Regions from separate parts of the Sus scrofa genome. Here region 1 is linked to region 2. The links are chromatin contacts, called in public Hi-C maps. All regions are on one chromosome and are shown on one strand. The core of a region is the stretch at or near the end of the contact, and the rest is flanking DNA. Distances in the headings are between cores, read along the strand shown. Region 1 has its middle 99 kb from the start of KLF6. Region 2 overlaps LOC110255728 (a long non-coding RNA gene).

Region 1 (6,576 bases), core at 1,931-4,430, 100 kb before region 2:
ACAATCTCTAAGTCAGGACATGTCATTTAGACTTTGAGGTGCCTCTGAAAGCTTGGGCTGGGTCCAGTGACTCCTGGTGGTGGAAGGGACGAGGCTCGTGAGAGCCCGGGACCACCACCGGGGCAGGGGGCTCTTCCCCTACCCCGCCCCGCGCAGGTGGATGGGGGAAGCCTTGGCTCCATGCGGGAGCCAGAGGAAGCTGGAGAAAAGGCCGCTGGATCCCCCAGCTGTGGCCCTGGGGTTGTACCAAAGCCGGAGGAGACATCAAGCGGCTCTCTCTTCCCTCGCCAGCATCGTGATGTTTTCCTGCCACCCCACGGACCAGCTGGCCCCTCCAAGGGCTGTGCCGCGCGCGAGAGCGCGAGGAAGGATCCAGGCAGCGATGTGTGAGAAGGCACCTGTTCTCACCTCCGGGTCTCTTCTCTAGCAAAATAGCGTGGGCGGTTTTCCACATGGGCACCTGCGAATCCCTCATCCTTGTAAACTGCTCTGAAGGATTAGAGGGGAAGGAACCCTAAGGAGAGGCCCTGGAAGGGGGGCGTGCCTCTGAGCTTTGAAGGAGCTGGCACCTGCTGCTTCGTGTAAAGCGGCAATGGCCTCCGCGTTGCCACCTGATGCGTGGCAAGGGCAAGGCTGTTGGATACGGTGGCCTGTGACTGGGCGGGGGAAGTAAGCGGAAAGGTGACTGGGGCCCAGGCTGCGGAAGGCTTGGCCCCCTCTTCAAAAACCTTAGATTTTTTTTTTTATCAAGAAGGAGCCATTATCGAAGAGCTTCCCTTAGTGGCAGGCACAAAATAGGTACTCAATAAGTAGTTATATTACATTAAATTAAAGTTGTTGAGGAAGAGACTCAATCAACTGAATCTGCATTTGTTTTGTTTAATTAGAGAGATCGATTTGGGTGTAGATTCATTGTAAAGTGATTTGCAGATCTGGGGTAACTATCTAGATAAATTTAAGACAGATAACCTGCTCTTCGGGAGAGAGTCCTTTTAGGTCTAAGTGAGCTATGTTGAGTGGATTCAATGAAATAATTGCTCAAGACCATTTTGCCTCCTTAGACGAAGGCTAAACACATACTCTGCCACTTGGCACACTCTGTCTTTTTGTTCAAATTGGTAATTAGTTTGTCTTTGAAAGGTCAGCTCGATTTAAAATTGTAGTCCGATATAACTTCGTACAGAACTGTTAATGCTAATTTTTCACACTCTTAGAAATCACTTCTGCAACATTAATGACAGTGGTTTTGCAATTAGGCTTTCCTTTGGCCAGTTCTTCCGTGAAATCTTCTCTCATCCCGGACTTTGTCCCTAAGAGCAGCGCCGTTACCAGACGGTGGAAGCTGGGGGGGATTCTACTGTCGGAGTAATTTCTCCTGCCTGCTTTTTTGTCAATGACACATAAAACTGCAGAAGAAAAGTTATGTTTCAATATACAGTTTTCATTATGCTTCAGATGTTTCTAATATCCCCTCCTCAACGCCGTAATCCCACACACACCGCTTGTCACCTGGCATATGTAAACATGGCATTATTTGGACATTATTGCATAGTTATATCAAAATGCCGAGCAGAAAAAAAGTGATATCCAATATTCACCCCGGGTATGAAAACGGAACTTTTCTTTGATGTGAAAGGATTCCTAATTTGATCACCGGCGAGCGGGTTTTAGGAGTGCCTGCGGATTGCCAGGGAGAGACCGCTCTGCCCTCATGGACGGCTTGCCGCTCATCCCTCGCCCCTGGTGGAGTCTTGCATGGCCGGCAGGGCACATGGTTTCTCAGGGTGCGGGGGAGGGTGCTGCGGGCAGGAAACCCCCTGAGTGATTAGGTGATTAGGCGACTGAGTATCTTTCAGGACCTAAAGCAAGTGGTTTCAAACCTGGAGCTCCTTCGCCCTGGTGGGCCCCTAGGACCTCGGGAGGGACCACTGCCTGCATCTGCATGAATCGTCTTCTCCCCAGACTCAGGTTAAAGTCAGGCGTGGACATTCGTGTGGGGTGTGTGGGCTTAGGCTGGTGCATGTACGGTAAAGATGAGCTCCTGACTGTGAGGGGGGACACCTGACCCCCCAAAACTTGAGAACCGCATGGCTCCCCCTCTACTTCACCTGGGTCTGATCTTGGGGAATCGGTCAGGGGAGCAGTGCAGAGGGAGGGGGAAGCGGGGATTGCACACAATACTCCAGGCGCTTGGGTCTCAACTCTCTGGCCAACTACGAGAACTATTTGAAATTTTAGGAGATAAGACAGAGCAAGCGCTGACAGGACTCCATCGAAGACTGCAAGTCCTTTCCTTGAGCGAGAAGCCAGGTGTGGGTTGGAGCTTTATGACTGTCCTGACCTCTCCTGGGGCTCACACGCCTTCTGATTAGTTAGTCGGAGATGGCAATCTGAGCAGGACCCTCAGTGGTGCAGTCGATGCACAGGGAGATTGCAGGCGAGGGTAGACCCGGCGGGGATTCCAGGGGGACGTGGGACCTGTTGAGTGGGTTCTCTCTCTCTCTCTTCTTTTTTTAGGGGCCACACCTGTGGCATATGGAGGTTCCCGGGCTAGGGTCGGTCAAATCAGAGCTGCAGCCGCCAGCCTACACCACAGCCACAGCAACGCCAGATCCTGAACCTGCTGAGTGAGTCCAGGGGTAAAGCCTGCGTCCTCGTGGATACTAGTCGGGTTCCTAACCTGCTGAGCCACTCCTGGGTGGTTTCTCTTGCTGGCGACCTTTCCACTGCTTAGTCCTCTGGTCTTTACCTCCGGGAAGACAGAGCCGCAGGGGCAGAACTGCTGGGGTTTTTCTCCAGGAGCTCTCAGCTGCAGGAAGGGGCTTCCCTGACCCCCTCAGTCATCATCCTCCCCGGAAAAACATGCTTTGAGCCTTTTTTATGCAGGTAAAGGGGATTGACTCACGCTCTCCCTGTTCTCCTCCAAAGTCTCCTGAGGTCAAGCTTACCTGGCCCCGGGCTCAGAGTGCTCGGAGGGTGGGGAGGAAGGAAGAGGTGTCTGGGCTTCACATACCCGTCCCTCCAAAGTGGCCACAGTCAAATCCCCCGTGGACGCCCACCAGGGCTCGGGGGCTCCTGGGATCTCACTGCCCTCCCCCTCGGCACTTCCTGGACACCTGTGGTCCCAGGACTCACTTCGATGGTCCGTGGCGATGTCCTTTTCCCTAGCAGACGGGGACAACGGCAAACGGGAGGACTTTGCCTTATTCACCTTTGTATCCCCAGCCCCCGCACCCTGCCTGCCAGTTAGTATTTAGAGGACACATTTTCTTTTAAAAAAAATTAGGAAGGTCTTAAAATATAATTTCACCAACGGAATGAACACAGATGTACTCTGGCTGAAAGCCTAATGCCACACATCCAAAGAAAGAAGCTTCGTTAGGTGCAAATGCTGGAAGAGACGCCTTAGTGTTTCCAGAGAATGTGACAAAAATACCGACTGACCGAGAGGCCAAGGGCTGGACTGGGCGGTGGGGGGAGACCGCCTGCCCTTTGGTGCCTGGCAGCTGGTTTTGCTGTTTCCCAAAGAGAGCTGAGGAGGAGGGTGCAGGCAGAGCAGTGGGCAGCATAATTCCGGGAGAACCGACAATGACCTTCGCTGGGGAGGGTGGCCAGCTCCTGAAGGGCTAGGAGGGCAGATAAGAACGCATCAAACTCCTATTCATTTATTTTGGCCACGCCCACAGCACGCAGACCTTCCCCTGCCAGGGACGGAACAAGAGCCGTGATGGATCCTTAACCCCTGAGCCGCCAAGCAACTCTGTCAAGTTCTTGAATTCTGTGCCTATTTATTCTGGGTGAGACTTTCACTCAGCTCAGATGGAGTGATGATAATGAGTCAGGAATTTATAGGCTAACAGTTCTTGAGCACTTATTATGCGCCAGGCACTGCTGCAAGGGTTTTGAGAGCATCAACTTCGCTACCTGGTCCTTGTAACACCTGCTCCAGTGTGGGCTGTTACTATTAGTCCATTTTACAGATGGGCACTCGAGGAACAGTGAGGTTAAATTGTTTGCCCAAGCTCACACAGCTGGGGGGTTGCCATGTGTGTTCTCGGGCCCTGAGACAGGCGCAGTGATGCCGCGGGAGTGGAGAAGGACAAAGGCGCTTGCCGCAAACCACATTAAAGAGTCAGGTTTGCGTCCACTTGTTTGTCTGGGTGAGGCTGAGAAATGCGTCCACTCAAAGCGGTTCATTCCTTACCTCTCACATCAGTGAAATAAGTATTACATGGTGTTACCTCGTCATCAAAAGCTTTCAGCAGAGTGCCTGCCACACGCATCCAACCTTCTCTCATGTCCAAGATCAAGTACCTACCAGATCATGTTAATCGGCTTTCTCATTTGTTGTATCTAGAAAAAAATGACCTGTCCCTCCCAGGAATGATGAATAATATTGCGTAGAGAGGGAATAGCAGTGTCCGTCCCATTCTAGCAGCTCAATCCTTGTAAACTAGTGTTACTGTTAGCACATAAGAGTCTGTCTTGTACCTTTAGCATGCTCTTGGGTTCTTATCCTTGCTGTGTCATTTCCAAAAAAGTTTCCAAATATTTGTTTTCGCCTCCCTCTATGACATCAGCAAACCCCAGCTCGGGCTCCCTTGCTTTGCCTGTAAAACTCAGACCCTCCTCAGAGAAGAATATGCCTAGTTTATACGCCTCCCTTTCAAAGGGTTTAGACATATGAAACTTCTTTGGGAGGCTGCTGGAAATGCTCAGATGTCATGGGATTGTTGCTCAACCCCGGTCCTTGGGTCTGGGGAGGATGTGCTCTGGGCGTGGAGAAACTGCCCCACCCATCCGAGTCCCGCGGGCACCTCCGGGATGGGCTCTGTGTACCCCGTCCTCCCCACACGCAGAAGCAAGACCCCGCCTTGTCTGAGGAGGAAGCAGGGGCTCAGTGGGGTCAAGGAACTTGCTCAAGACTTCAGGTGACCAGCTGGGACCTGAGACCCTTCCGGCCAATGCTGGGGCCCTGAACCTGCCCCCCTCCCCAGCGCCCGTCTGTAGGCTCCGGGCTCACGCGTGAGCAGCGGGCCAGATGGGGATCACTCTGTCTCTGTGGAAGTCCCGTCAGCAAGTGCCAGGATTGGCCTCATTCTCCAGAGACACTTTGTTAAGAAGATACATTGCTTCTCTCCCTTCACTCGACAGATTTCAATACCCCAAATCATGTAAACAGCAAAAAAGTATTGAATTCCAGGAGATCCTCTCTTTTATTTTGATAAATGATGGTCTTTGGGAAAGGCCCGGCTTTGAGGTGCTGGAAAGCTGGCAGGTGCTCTGGGAGCAAAGCAGAGGGCCCAGGCGGGGCCACCTGCCTCAGCGTGAGGGCCCAGCTTTGCAGGAGTCCGGCGCGTTCGCAGACCTGTAAACCCACTTTCAAGCATGCGGGTCGCCCAGCGCAATGCTGTCTTTTCTCTGGGTCCTCACCCATTTAATTGCCTTCATCCTCAACCAGAGAAAATCCTGGAAATCCGGCGTTGTTTGGCTCCTTTCTCGCCGCCTACCCAGGCTTTTCAGCAACCTCTCTGCCGCGCGTTCCAAACAGGAAGTTCCAGCAGGCAGTGGTACAAATGGCCTGCATTATGTGGGATGTCACCTATTGTTACCCGAACAAAGACATCCTGGAATGAGCACAAAGCCTTCAAATCCGCCAGGGTCTCCGACCCTTCAATAGCCTTGTATTGTATCTGGGGAGTGATTGAGTGAATGGGGTCAGTCCAAGAATATACCTCAGCTTCTGCAACGCTGCTGTTCTTAGGCTGCCAGCACGGAGCTACACAGCACATGCAAATAGCGCTGCCTCGGCTGGGCACACATGCAAAGCAGGGACTTTCTAGACAAATGTGGGGACCAGCCTCTGTATAAATAAGTGGGAGAAAGGGGTTGGGAAGGAGCCCCACCTCGGTGACATGTTAGGAAAGGCAAAATTGCTATTAATTGAAAGTCTTATTCAAGTTTCTCTCTTGAAATGCTCCGCATAGGTCACAAGGTCCCCAAACCTTGAAGGGAGTGTAGACATTTTGTCTCTTTTGTTAGAAGGAAGCACGGGGTTATAACAGGCTATCTGGCTTTCCCGGAAACTGGGAAGTTGGGTGACAGCTCCTGCTCCACCGCAAGAAGCATTCACTGCCAGCTTCTCCTCTCCAAGTGTCTCTGAGGGTGGGATTCGGTCCCGTGAACTGCATGTACAGAGTGGAACTCAGTGCCACTCCAACGGGACTGCGTGTGGCAGTATTTTTCTCTCCCTTAAGAGCAGCGTGGCTAAAACCTTTGGAGAAGGGTTATCTGAGACGCCGGCTCCGCCAGGATGGCTGAGAGCGCTGTGTGTTCTCTGCCTGTGACTGTCTCCTTCCATATTGGACATCTGGCTACACCGCAGCTCCATTGGACACGTAGGCACGTCCTCCCCTCTCAATCCCCGTTTCTCCCCGTCAACTGTGGCGGCTATAATCACGCGGGTGAGTTATCTGACAGGGTGGTGGTACTTGGATGAAGAAAAGGCTCAAGGACACCCATAAAAGAAATCTACCTCTTGGAGTTCCCGTCGTGGCGCAGTGGTTAACGAATCCG
Region 2 (6,139 bases), core at 2,415-4,914:
CTGACAACCACCCGAGGGCAGAGCCCGCCTGGGGTCCCATCCGCCGCCCCTTCCTAGCCTCAGATGGCCATGGAATTCCTGAGACCTCACAGTCCTGAGGGACCCTCGCCCAGAGACTGGCCACTTGAAAACTTGCTGTGTCCTGTGAGAAGGAGCCCCAGGTTTCCATGTGCTTCCCGCTAAACTGCAAGATTTAAATCTCTAGACACTAGGAGTTCCCTCTGTGGCACAGTGGGTTAAGGATTTGTGGCGTCCAGCTGTGCATAGGTTGTGGCTGCAGCTCAGATGCAATCCCCGGCCCGAGAGCTTCCATATGGCATGGCCAGAACCCCCCCCCCCAACCCCGGCCAAAGAAACCAAAACAAAACACAGGCACTATATCAAATCTAAACTAATCTAATCTAAATCTATGGAATTAATGTGTATAAATAAATATTTACTTAGATATTTCATATAGTTAAATACAGAAAGTGATTAAAAATGTAAGCAAATAATAAAGACCTTAAAAATAGACAAGAAATTAAGGAGAAAAAATTGAATTTTTTGACATGAGAAATAAAGAGCCAAAGCTAAAAAACAAAGTTCAGTTTAATTCAATCTTAATTGTGAAGAGACAACAATGAACTGGAAAAGAAATCTGCTCCAATATTACAAATTGGAGTAAGAGGAAAAAAAGGGAACGGGGCAAAGAAAATTCAAGGGCCCAATGATGAGAGAGGGTCCTGCAATTTATCCATCAGAATTCCGGAAGAAAGGCCCCGAGGACTGAGTCTGTGAGGCTTTCCTGGGTTTCTTGAAAGACACCAAAGCTCGAGTTCAAAAGTCCAGGATCAGGCAGGATAAAGAAATCCACAGCTGAACCCTCCAGACGAAATTTCAAACAAAGAGGAGTTCCCGTGGTGGCTCACGGGTCACACATCTGACGAGTATCCATGAGGACACAGGTTCAATCCCTGGCCTCGCTCAGTGGGTTAAGGATCGGGCGTTGCCATGAGCTGTGGTGTAGGTCGCAGACGCAGCTGGAATCCCTTGCGTTGCTGTGGCTGTGGTGGAGGCTGGCAGCTGCAGCTCTGATTCAACCCCTAGCCCAGGAATTTCCATGTGCCACGGGCGTGGCTCTTCAAAGCAAAAAATAAAAATAAAATAAATAAGGAAATTTCAAACAAAGAGAAGTTCCTGAAACCTCTCACCAAGCAAAGCCAGGTTCCCTTCAGAGGAATGACAGTCAGACTAGTGTTATTAACCAGCCGCAAAGATGGAAAGCTGAAACAGATTAAAGTTATTTCATATTTGCAGAAAAAAATAACAACAATCAAGCCAGTTGTATCCTCAGTAAAATTATTTTTCAATGATGAGTGTAAAAGACAAAAGCAAAGCACTTGTCACAAACTGAACCTAAACGAAGGAAACTTTTGATTTCTAGCATTTTAAAAGTTTAACTTAAAATACTGGACCAAAAGGTTACAGACAGACATTGTTCCCAAACCTTGGTCTTGTACTAGAAGAGGGAAAAGACACTGACTACACTTCCATTTCCTTATGAAAACCATATAAGAACATCAAAATGACAGAAATAGGGCTTACACATTAAACGTGGTAATTTTGAAATGGTGTGAGAATAAAACCTCAACAGATTCGAAAGAATTCAAGAAAGAGGAAAAGTGAAGAAAGAAGTGTGGTTTGAGTGGGAAAAACACAACAGCACAAGATGAGAGGGAAGTGACGTCCTGGCAGAGCCTCTCCCCCGAAGATGTGGGGTCCGCCTCTCTGTCCTCACGGCCCTGGGGGCCTGGGCAGGGCCGACGCGGCTCTGTCCTCCTCTCCTCCGGCTCCCAGGTGCCCGTGGATCTATCAGGATTTGGGAGTCGGCAGGAAAAGGGGGCGGCAGGGGAGACCGTGGCCTCTTCCTGAGGCCTCGGCCCCGCTCCCTGGAGTCGCCCGTGCTCCTCGGCTCGCATCCTGTCCCCTGGGCTCCGTCTCCCTCAGCTCCGTGAGAGGATGAGAGGCACCACGAGTCAGGGAAGCAGTGGACAAGGATGCTGAGCGCACCAGTTAGCCCTCTCCAGGGCATCAAGCAACACCAGCGGGCCCGACTTCCTAATTCAAATGTACGTATTTCAGCTGGTGTAGACACTCTGAGTTCACCGCCATTTACAAGAGACACATCGAAATTATGAGAATTTAGAAAACTTGGGCACTAAAATCTTTGCAATGGATATATATACGTATATATAAACATTTATATATATACATATATATAAACGTTTATATATACACATGTATCTATATACTGCTAGATACATATATGTGTACATACATACATATGTGTGTATATGCGTGTATTCTGGTTTTTTGCATTTACTTTAAATGCACACACAAACGCACCCTCCAGACGGGATATTTAATAAAAGAAAGCTAGAGTAATACTATCTCACCGGACAGAAGAAGCTCAGAGGCAGAAAAGCATCCTAAAGATAGACAGTAATTGTTGTGTATCTGAAATGCTTCCCTTTCCCAAGGAAATTATAACTAAACTTAGGTATACATCCAACAACAAAGTCGTGAGAGAAAACACTGCCAAAGCTACAGGGAGAAATTGACAGGTTTTCACATTATATTAGGGGATTTTTAAAACAGGAGAGGTGGGCTCTGCTTTCTAGCTGTGCAGTATTTGGCTGTTACTTAAGCTGTCTACAATTCTTGATGGCAAAACGGTACAATAACACCATACAGGCTTCCTAATGCTGTACTAAATAAACAGCACGGATAATGTACTTAGCAAAGGATCCAGTCGGAAGGAAATGTGCCATAAAATTAAATACTATTCAGATGATGATGATGTTCGGATGAAGGTGGCAGCGAGATACAGCAACGTTAGAGAAGAAGAATTCTAATCGTGTTGTGTAATAACACACAGGAGACACAAACTCTGGAAGGAGGGTTTCTGGGGTTGGAATCTCGTTCTAAGCAGGCAATAATTGCCTTTTCATTTTAGGTTGCTGCTATGACCACACCAAAGTAAATAAATAAATAAAGGCAATGATGAAAAACAAACAAAAAGCTATTTGATGGCAGAGGTTATTGCTCTACTTGCCTTGGAGGCAGCAAAACCTATTGCAAAAAAACAAAATGTATGTGTCTGGAGAAGCATACGAATTCTCCAAATTCTTCACATTTTGTCTTTAAATGTTAAAGTACTTGCTGCTCTGAAATCCTACTTTTTTTTTTTTCCTTTTCCTGCCTGAAGACTGGGTTGCAGTGCAACTCCCCCCCTTGCTGCTAACTCAGGACCCTAAAGTTTTTAGGTCGATGTGGAAATGTATCAAAGATGGGAAAACCTGAAGCACGGCACCGTGTCGGCCAAGATAGAACTCACCCTCCCTGCCGGCACTGCCTCTGGGGTCACAAATGTGCTCGCTGATGTATCGTGGAAACATTCACTCTGGCCACTGGCTTCCAGACTGTCGTGTCAGCAGATTATCCCACACTGATTCCTTCGGTTCCAGCTGTGATCCTGCTGACTACCCCACTTGCTTTAAACATCTGGGCATGACAACTGGGCTCAAAATGAGCTCAGCCCATCCTTGGTTCAGCGACATGCACTCTCCTGCCTGAGGGACTCGTAGCATCACTGCCACTTAACGTCAGGTTGTTTCTAAGTACCTTTGAGAAACTTGAGTTCCACCGAAAACACTGCCTCACCCCTGAGGTTTGTCGGCGAATAGCCCTACTGCTATACAAACAGAAGGTGGTTAAACAAGCATTTTTTTTCTAAAAGGCATATTTGGTGACTCTAAAACAGAGCCATAAAAAATTGCACAATCTAAAAGAAGGAACAGTTTGTTTTGCCCTGTTTATTGCCAGTTAAATGCCAGAAGACTTTTAAAGTAACAGCAACCGGTATAAAGGAGGAAAAAAATCAAATAAAAATGTGATGACCCGAAGATAAACCTTTTGCTCTCTCCCCTTCCAGAGTTTTGCAAAACTTTCTACACCTTTTGCACTGGAAACTACATGTAATGTTTTACTCTGCAAATGCCAGCAAGGCCTCATATAAAATTATAGCTGGAGGAATAAGAGATGCTGTAAACCCAAGCAGGAAAACCGAACATTTCTGTGCGGAGTTCCATAACTGACGCTACATTCACTTCCATAAAGCAGAGTGTCTTCTGAGAGGAGGAGAGTGGGATCGAATGTGTGCCCTTTTCCCCTAGAACAAAGCCCTTCAAACAGTGGTGTTCTGGGTGGTTCTGGTTTGGAGCGTTGCCTCTTTCATCCTGCTTCTCGTTGGACCCTTTCCAGGGGGCGTCAGCCATGCCTGCATCTACTCATCTCGGGGTCCAAGAAGACCCTGATTTAATTGGTCTGGGTGCCTCCTAGATTTGTCCTTCTGGAAGCTTCCAGATCTCCCCAGAGGATTCCAAAGGGAAGCCAAGGCTGGGAACCACAGTTTAAAGCAAGGCCAGCTGCCACGGATGGGAAGGGAGGTGGAATCATCACAGCACAGCATAGCACATCGGCGGGAACATCTCGGGGGAGCATCTCCCAGACGCCGCCTGCAGCCTGCCCGAGGGTGCCCAGCCTTCGTCCTGTGGTCCTGCTCCGATCAGCTCCCAACCAGCCTGACCACCAGCCCCGGGTTCCACTCTCCCGACCAACCCGAGTCCGCCCGGAGTGAGCAGAGTCCTTGTGATTTGGGAAGAGGAGAAAGAAACATCCTGGTTTCCACCTTCATCCCCAACTGCAAGCCTGAGCGACCCCTGAGAGTCTGCGTTAGTCTCCAGATGCCAGCCGGGGGGTCTCTTTAGCTCGTGGAGTTTCCGATTTCTGTTTGTTTCTGTGCACTCATTGACCACTTTCCCCCTCCCCACGATTTTGCATTGCTTGTGTCCCGTGGGGCTGACCAGTGGAAAGGACAGACCGTGTGTGTGTGTGTGTGTGTGTGTGTGTGTGTCTGTGTTGCCGAGGGGCAGTTGAAAGGAGGGGAGAGGGGTTGGGAAGGGCTGCAGGGCTCCGGGGTGGCGAGCCGGAGGGGCTGGGCGCGTGCGCTGGCACAGGGTTGGAAGCTGATGCATATTTATGATTAACGCGGAGACTCATCTTAAACATGGTTCTTAGCATCCAGCGGAGCTGGGAAAATCAAACTGACTGGAGATGGAAAATATTCTTAGCTGAAACCTAGCGGAATACAAAATGTGTCCCTGATCCCGCTAGAAAACTGTCGTGTGCAAACTAGAAATGAACTTGGCACAGGAAGAACCGATGCCTTTGGTAGAGAAGCATCACCGATACGTAAGAAGAGGTGCTGTTGGCCGGCCAGCTCGGAGCGTATCACTTGTCAGTGATCCCTGACGCTAACCCAGATTAGGACAGCGATGGTAGGCCTTATAACAGCAATAACCACGATGGAATTTTCTAGGCTGTACCGAATCATCACGATTGCTCATTCACTCAACCCTCACGAATTCTGCCAACAAGTATTTGCTACCTGGCCTCTAGGTGTCATTTGCTGTGATAAGGGTTACGGATGTGACAATAAGAACAGATCCGGTTGTGTCCTCGGGGAGTTTAGGGACTGGTGGCGGACAGGCGTTCAACAAGTAAAAACCTGTGTTACTGGAAAGTGTGGTAAACTCTGCGAAGAAAGAGGACAGGAGCAATGAGCCCGTTTATTCCAACGTCCAACTTTGATCTGAGTGACCCGAGCACACTCTTGAAGGTGACATTTAAGCTGAGTCGAGAACGGTGGTGGGGCGGTTTTGGTTAGGGACAGAAGGAGGTCCTGCTATGCGGAGAGGATTCTGTGCCGTGTGCACGCCGGCACAGATATTCGATACAGCAGGCGTTCACACAGACGCCCTGCTGCCCTCACACGGGGGCCCAGCCCAGGAGCTGGAGGCCACTCCCCACCCCAAGCGCATCCTCCCCCCAACCAAGATGGGGCAAACCAGCTGGTCCAAGGACCAGGACTTCTAACTCCACAGTGAAGCCTGAGCATCCAGGCAGATGGCCAGTCCTGGGATCTGGAAGGGCTGGTGAAGTCATTCCAGAACATTCACCTGTGCTCGTGTAAGCCAGCTTGCCCCAAGGCCCGCTAAGTCTGGATGGCCCCCTACTCTTCTGGGGTGAGGGGGGAACA

Evidence for each region. A called contact is a pair of places that touch in the nucleus more often than the background predicts.
Region 1: a contact with region 2 is called in a Hi-C map of liver, with 2.8 times the contacts expected there. The contact joins two enhancer-like sites. A contact is called at or near these places in 1 of 5 promoter capture datasets (liver), 4 of 47 Hi-C or Micro-C datasets (embryonic fibroblasts and liver) and 2 of 2 datasets of contacts at active chromatin or transcription factors (alveolar macrophages and skeletal muscle).

Annotation. Positions count from the first base shown.
Region 1 is chr10:66,386,100-66,392,675 of Sscrofa11.1, reverse strand. No RefSeq gene overlaps it. Among named protein-coding and RNA genes, the nearest start is that of KLF6, 99 kb to the left of the region's middle. Within about 2 kb of position 3,180, at least 2 of the 83 cell types and tissues checked have an H3K27ac peak or open chromatin away from gene starts, as enhancers often do. A contact at or near this core is called in liver, where this site is marked.
Region 2 is chr10:66,282,131-66,288,269 of Sscrofa11.1, reverse strand. All of the region lies in intron 2 of LOC110255728 (a long non-coding RNA gene), which reads right to left. Among named protein-coding and RNA genes, the nearest start is that of KLF6, 200 kb to the left of the region's middle. Within about 2 kb of position 3,664, at least 24 of the 83 cell types and tissues checked have an H3K27ac peak or open chromatin away from gene starts, as enhancers often do. A contact at or near this core is called in liver, where this site is marked.